Regions from separate parts of the Mus musculus genome. Here region 2 is linked to region 1. The links are chromatin contacts, called in public HiChIP or PLAC-seq maps. All regions are on one chromosome and are shown on one strand. The core of a region is the stretch at or near the end of the contact, and the rest is flanking DNA. Distances in the headings are between cores, read along the strand shown.

Region 1 (3,430 bases), core at 747-3,246:
GCTTATAATTTTTATTTATTTATGCCACCCCGTGATAAAAGCAATGTCCTTTCTAAGAAGGCAGGGAGCCCGGCAATTCTGCCTCCCATTACCTTCTCATAGGCAGTGGGGGTCCCAAAGTGCATGGTCCGGGTGACGTCCGTGGTTCCATCCCTGTCAAAGACAGAGAAAGCAAACAGTTTCCCCAGTTAAAATAACCTTTTCTCAGCCATGAAACGGGGTACATGGAGAAACTATACACACAGCACTGAGCAGCACAGGCCACACCCACTTTGGAAAACGGCTTTCCCTCCAAGGCTAAGCCTTTTTCTCATGAGCCATCATGGGCCCAACTCCCAGACACACACCTGAAGAGGTGTGTCTGTACAAACACTCACACGTGGATCAACTGTGGCAGTGACTGCACAACTCTGCAGATACATAAAACCTAATGTTATACTTTCGGCGGGTGAAGTATATCTTAATACAACTGTTGAAAATAAACCAACCTGGAAGTGCCAAACCAGCTTGCAAGACCAGGAATGGATGCAGCCCTGACAGACACTGTTTTTGGTCCATACAAGGAGCTTTACTCCATGTCAGAGGCATCACTAGGTTATAACTAAGAGCAGAAGACCAAGGACCAGAGGCTGTACCAAGCACTTGTGGCAAGAAAACCAAAATCCTTTTCCTGCTGCTGGAGAGCAATGGAGTACTGAAGAGACCCCAAAACTACCCAGAGGTGCCTCTTAACATACACTAGTTCACACCAAAAATAGAACTTCTAGAATCTTCCTATAAAATTCAGGAAAGACAAAAATTTATACTATGACCAAGTGACCGCCATGTGATCGCAAGGCCAGACTGTGGTCATCCAGTCACTAACTGGCTTCCACGGCAGTGGGGAAGGGCCTTCTGTACACATCACATCCACTCTGGCTCCTTCTTGGGCTCAACAACAAGACCCAGACAGAAACGGAGAGGCGGAGGCAGGTCCATTTCAGATCCGTATGTTCTAAGTTAGCCCGTCTTCCTCAGGCCCCCGGGAGCTGCAAGTAGGAGCTGGCAGACAGCTCTCTGGGATGGAGCAGAAATCTTCACAGGGCCCCAAGGCTCTCTCCCCCTCGAGTGCTCGTTCCATAGTTTACCAGCTGATAGCCATGGACTACCCGGCTCTATCGTCCTTCACGGGAACATTCACAACTGGGCTTTTAAAATGAGAGGTGAAAAACAAGACGAGACGGCAAACACCCGTCAGCAGCCGACGAGGGGTAACAGCTGGGCACACTCAGTTTGCCCCCAACCCCTGGCCGTTCACTCTCAGGCTCTGCAGCAGCCTGGCTCACTTACTTGTACTGAGCACCGGAGTCAATGAGGTAAACCTCGTCCAGGGACAGGGTCCTGTTCGTCTCAGGGACTGGCCTAACAAAGGCAGACAGAATTAGTTATTCCAAAATCGAAATCCCCTGGTAAGTCTGAGCATATAAATACAGCATATAAATACTGTATACCATTTTTTCCTTTCTTTTTTTTTTAGGGGGGTGGGGGTGTATGTGTGTTTCAAGACAGGGTTCCTCTATACAGCCCCGGCTGTCCTAGAACTTGCTCAGTAGACCAGGCTGGCCTCAAACTTAAGAGATCCAACTGTCTCTGCCTCCCCAAATACTGGGGTTACAGGCCTGTACCACTATATCCAACCTCTGTACATTTGTCCTAAAACATATTTAAGTCTGAAATAATTATGCAAAGAACCATTTCCCAATAAATTATAAGCATTAAGCTTACACTATTCAAAGACTTTGCAACCTAGCTTGCCGACCAAGAAAGGGGAACAGAGGAGTAACTGCTTGTGTCTAGAACAGAAACAGTGTTTGAGAGATGACTTTAAAAAGCAGGACACTAAGGAGGCTGAGGCAGGAGGATTACACATTAAGACAGGCCTAAGCTACACAGTGAGGCCCTATCTCAAACAACAAACAGACAACACAAAAAGCAAGCAGTGTAAGCTTGGGTTCCAGGGACAGGAAGCAAACAGCCAAGGCCCATGATCTCAGGACTCCGAACCCTATTCCAGCATCTCTCTGCTAAGAGATCCCACCTTCCCCTGCAGAGAAAGACTGTGTGGGGCCACTCCTACTGCATGGCTCTTTGTGAGAAGGGACCTGCCTTCCCCATCCTATATTCTAGACAGTAGCACTGTGCTGGGGAACGCCCAGAGGGAAGACTGCTCACTCTGAGTTCACCCTCTGTGGGTATCAATCCCTCTCCAGCAATAACAAGACAGTCGGATACTGCCCAGGCCTCTAAGCAGACTCTAACTGCCTGCAATGAAGAAACGCCGAAAGAGGGGCAAAGGGTTTGAAATTGTTCCTGCTCTACCCATATGAAAAACTCCACCATGAAACTCGTCACCCGAGTGAAACCGTTGGGATCTGTGTGTTCCGACAGGAGCATTACTCTTTGGCATCTGTGTGTTGGAACTGAGGCATTAGTGTGAGTGAGTGATGTCGGCACGTCTGTGACTATCTCCCACACACAGCTCTGAAATCTACCCAAGACCAACAGTTCTAAACACCATTATTTAAGAGAGAAAAACCCAGTCCAACTGCAGCCCAGAGACAGCTGAGCGCCCTTTGCGCTACTGCACATGGAAGACAGCACAGCACGGCACAGGATGCCCTACACGGAGCCAAAGTGCTGAGCTGGGGAAGCTGATGCCCGACCTAACTACACTTCTTACGTCGCCACCAGCAGGGCTCAGGCCCTGAGCACAGCAATGTCCCTGAACTCAAGAGTTCAGGGAGCCTCAGCTCTGTGGGTTTGTGGACTCTCACAGATCATGTGCTAAGGAGCAAAGAAAAACAAACAAACAAACAAACAAAACCCCTAGAGTAGGATGCTGGCATCAAGCCAAAGTCCCTGAGAGATGGCTCTGCTGTCCAGCATCTCTCTACGCACATAGTTAGCAGCACAGTTTTTAGATGTCAGCAGCGGTGCTTACATAGGGCAGACCAGGACCCCAAGGGACCCCAGAACGCTAGTCAAGACACGAGGGTTCTGAGCTTCTGTGCCTCAGGAAGGAATGTGGCCGGGTGTGCTCACTGATCCCTGTAATCTCGGGCTGAGGCAGGGGGATCATCACAAGGCTGATGCCAGGCTAGGCTATGTAGTAAGTGCCGGGCCAGCCTGAGCTACAAAGTGAAAGTCTATCGCAAAAGAAACTGAATAGCAGCAAACAAGGAAGAGGAGAGTCCTAAAAGGTGGAGACTTGAGGACTCAGAGGGGGCGAGGCCTCTGGGATCTTATCTCCCACTCCAGACTCCACAGACAAATGGGTGGACTCGAGACCTCTGGGAAAACTGTCTCCCCTGCTCAGACTCCTGTGCAGAGGCAAATGCAAGGCCAGGCCTGTGCTGCTCCATCTGCATGCCTTACGCGTAGTGGATGATGG
Region 2 (3,156 bases), core at 627-3,126, 280 kb after region 1:
CGTTTGGCTTTCATCGGCTAACAGAAGAATGCTTCCTTTGTGCTTCTGAATACGGGCCGTGATGAGTGTCTCCTCTTCAGTGTCAGATGACCCAGCTTAGCTCTGTGTGTGTGTGTGTGTGTGTGTGTGTGTGTGTGTGTGTGTGTGTGTATGTAGAGAGAGAGAGAAAGAGAGAGAGGAAGAGAGAGAGCATCTCAATCATCATGCAAGAGAGAAGAGATAAGCTTTGTGGGTATCAAACTTTTCCCCATCACCTATTTTATTCAACATTTTTTTTTTTGCAGTGAGAGAACTATTTTTTTTTATTTTTATTTTTATTTTTTTTAATTAGGTATTTTCCTCGTTTACATTTTCAATGCTATCCCAAAGGTCCCCCAAACCCACCCCCCCAATCCCCTACCCACCCACTGCCCCTTTTTGGCCCTGGTGTTCCCCTGTACTGGGGCATATAAAGTTTGCAAGTCCAATGGGCCTCTCTTTGCAGTGATGACCGACTAGGCCATCTTTTGATACATATGCAGCTAAATAAAACTCTGGGACTTTTTTTTTTTTTTTTTGGTTTTTCAAGACAGGGTTTCTCTGTATAGTCCTGGCTGTCCTGGAACTCACTTTGTAGACCAGGCTGGCCCTGAACTCAGAAATCCGCCAGCCTCTGCCTCCCGAGTGCTGGGATTAAAGGCGTGTGCCACCACGCCCATCTTATTCAACATTTTATGAGAGATATTATTATTATTATTACTATTATTCCCATGGAAGAGAAATAACGTGTTAAAAATTAAATAATTTAATGTGTGCTAGAGCTAAGATTCAAACTCTGTCTGTCTGTCTTCTGACTCTAGGGCCTGCCTGTGTTCTGGCTCTGATAACTTACTATCATGTCTTTATTTGACACAGTCAGTAGGTCAGGGGAGCAGGCAGCAGGTAGAAGGGAAAAGTCTAGCCTCCTCTATATATCAAGTAGCTGCTGCTGCTGCGTAACAAGCCAGCTCGAAACGCAGTGCCTTAAAATATTACACATGCACTTAGCTCTCCAGCCCGTGTTTTGATCCGGGGCTTCCTCTGGTCTGGAATAGCGCTTTGCATGCTCTTGTGGTCATCTTCGGATTAACTGTGGGTTGATTTGTTGATCTTGGCCCGTCTTTCTTACCTGTCTGGGGCCTCAGCTGAGACAATAAGGCTGACTGACTCAGCTCTGCCTCACCTGCTTTCTTATCATCCAGCAGGCTAGCCTGGGCTTGTCCTCATAGTCAGTACAGAAGTGGCTAAGACCTTTTGGTCCTAAGCTCAGAAACCAGACCCTTATCGCTCTTGCTATCCAAAGAAGCAATGTATCTGTTACGCATGCTTACCCTGAACTAAAGCTTTTAATCCCTTTAACACTTCTATGGAGAGAAACAACTAGAAGCCCCATTTCACAGACAGGGAAGTTGAGTTATAGATGCATTAGGTAAACTAACCCAAAGGGACAGAACTGCTCAGTGGCAGGGGCATGATTATGATTAGAACCAGAACCGACTCCCTTAACTACTTCTCCTTATAGTCAGGTATTTGTGATACAGGGCTCCCCTGGGGAAGGACAGACAAAGGAGCTGGGCTAGGTCACAGAGCGCAGAGTGCCTACAACAGTGCCTGTACAACCGTGGCAGCTAGCCAAGTGAACCAACTTCTGTGACCTCCTTTTTGAAGAAGATCCCAAGAGACGGGAAGGGTCCTGCCTGAGGTTGTGTGGTACAGCCTGGGACACTGGCCCCACATCCCTGGAAATGTTTGCTTGTTTACATCTAAATTTTCTGAAAGAGGTCTCCAGCTGGGACTTCCCGTGTCTGGCTCAGTGACAGAGCTGTTTGGGGAGATCTGGGAAGCCCTTAGACCTCAGAAGACCAAACTGCTTCGTCAGCTTGTCAGCTCGGCATTGCACAAAAATAGCCCTGGTCGAGGAGGAAGGCAGGTACTCCCTCCCCAGCATTTCCCCTCCAGCCCCGCCTGGGCTCTAAAGAAAATGACACAGGGCTGACTGCACACAGCACGGGGATGTGGCTGGGAAGAGGCCTTCATGGCGACAAAGGAAGGAAATGAATATGCAGTATTAGTAATTATACTGTACACGTCCCAATTTGTATTTCAATATGTCATTTCCATGATAAAACTGCCGAAGCGAGTAGCTAATGATTCGGACTCCTGTCGGGGCGGCGGCGGGGGAGGAGAGGGTGGGCCCCCACCCCAAAAGAAAAATTGCCTTCAATGAGGAGCTCCTACATGGCAGATTGGCTGCTTACAGGGAAGGCATATCCCAGCAGGTGAAGATGCAGCCCAAGGCTTTTTATGAAAACAAGAGTCAGGGTTGACAGGGCAACTGCTGTAAGTGCCTGGGACCCCTCTTGCTCCAGGATGGAGAGGCAGGCTGCGGGATCCCTAGGCTAGATTAGAACAGAGATGCTTTTGGCTCATCTTACATGATAAAGTGTACGTTACTAACAGTCTTGCCAATGTGGCTGTCCCCTCTAGAGCTCACAAACCCATTACTTTTACACAAACCTTTCCTGCCCTTTCACCTGTGCTAATTTGCATATCTGAACCTCAAATTATATCGCATTCCAGGAACCAACCCTGACCACACTTGCCAGCAACACAGGCTCTACTTGGCGGGGAATCTGCTCTCTCTAGGGCCTGGTTTGGCACCTGCAACACACAACCACACCACAAGGCGACTGGTAGTCCCCTGATCCCCCAACCCTTTACAGGCACTGGTCTATGAATCCCCTCAAAGTAAAAGGTCCTTCAGGACCCTTTGGAGGAAGGTAGAGGAGCCACTAAGAAGAGTTTCTCCACTTTCTCAGCCCCAGTTCATGGTCAGATTCATCTAGCTTTAACCAAAGTTGAATTCCCAGCTTCTAGCTGGAATAGAATGGGATGCTCTGAAAAAATAACAGAATCGGTGTCTGGGCATGAAAAAATAATAATAGTGGCCCCATAATTGTACAGCGCTTTACCAATTACACGGCTGTTTGTGAGCACTGTGTCAACTGGTTCTCTCATTCCAGCTGGGTGAGGTGAGCACACAGGTATTATAATGAGTCTCACTTCACAGAGGAAACCAAGGCCCCAGGAGTAAGCAACCTGCCCAAGCACAGCTCTGTGCCAGTGTGTTTGGAGCTG

The links. HiChIP or PLAC-seq counts read pairs in DNA pulled down with a chosen protein or histone mark.
Region 2: a contact with region 1 is called in an H3K27ac HiChIP or PLAC-seq map of extraembryonic endoderm stem cells. The contact joins two enhancer-like sites. A contact is called at or near these places in 4 of 115 datasets of contacts at active chromatin or transcription factors (extraembryonic endoderm stem cells, large pre-B cells, stem cell-derived neural progenitor cells and 1 more) and 1 of 9 other capture datasets (adipose tissue).

Annotation. Positions count from the first base shown.
Region 1 is chr19:52,999,060-53,002,489 of GRCm38.p6, forward strand. Xpnpep1 (X-prolyl aminopeptidase (aminopeptidase P) 1, soluble) reads right to left here. Exons shown (of 20, transcript NM_001374834.1): 13 at 3,415-3,430; 14 at 1,330-1,401; 15 at 93-153. Among named protein-coding and RNA genes, the nearest start is that of Mir6407, 10 kb to the right of the region's middle. Within about 2 kb of position 1,997, at least 20 of the 459 cell types and tissues checked have an H3K27ac peak or open chromatin away from gene starts, as enhancers often do. A contact at or near this core is called in extraembryonic endoderm stem cells, where this site is marked.
Region 2 is chr19:53,282,730-53,285,885 of GRCm38.p6, forward strand. No RefSeq gene overlaps it. Among named protein-coding and RNA genes, the nearest start is that of Mxi1, 26 kb to the right of the region's middle. Within about 2 kb of position 1,877, at least 87 of the 459 cell types and tissues checked have an H3K27ac peak or open chromatin away from gene starts, as enhancers often do. A contact at or near this core is called in extraembryonic endoderm stem cells, where this site is marked.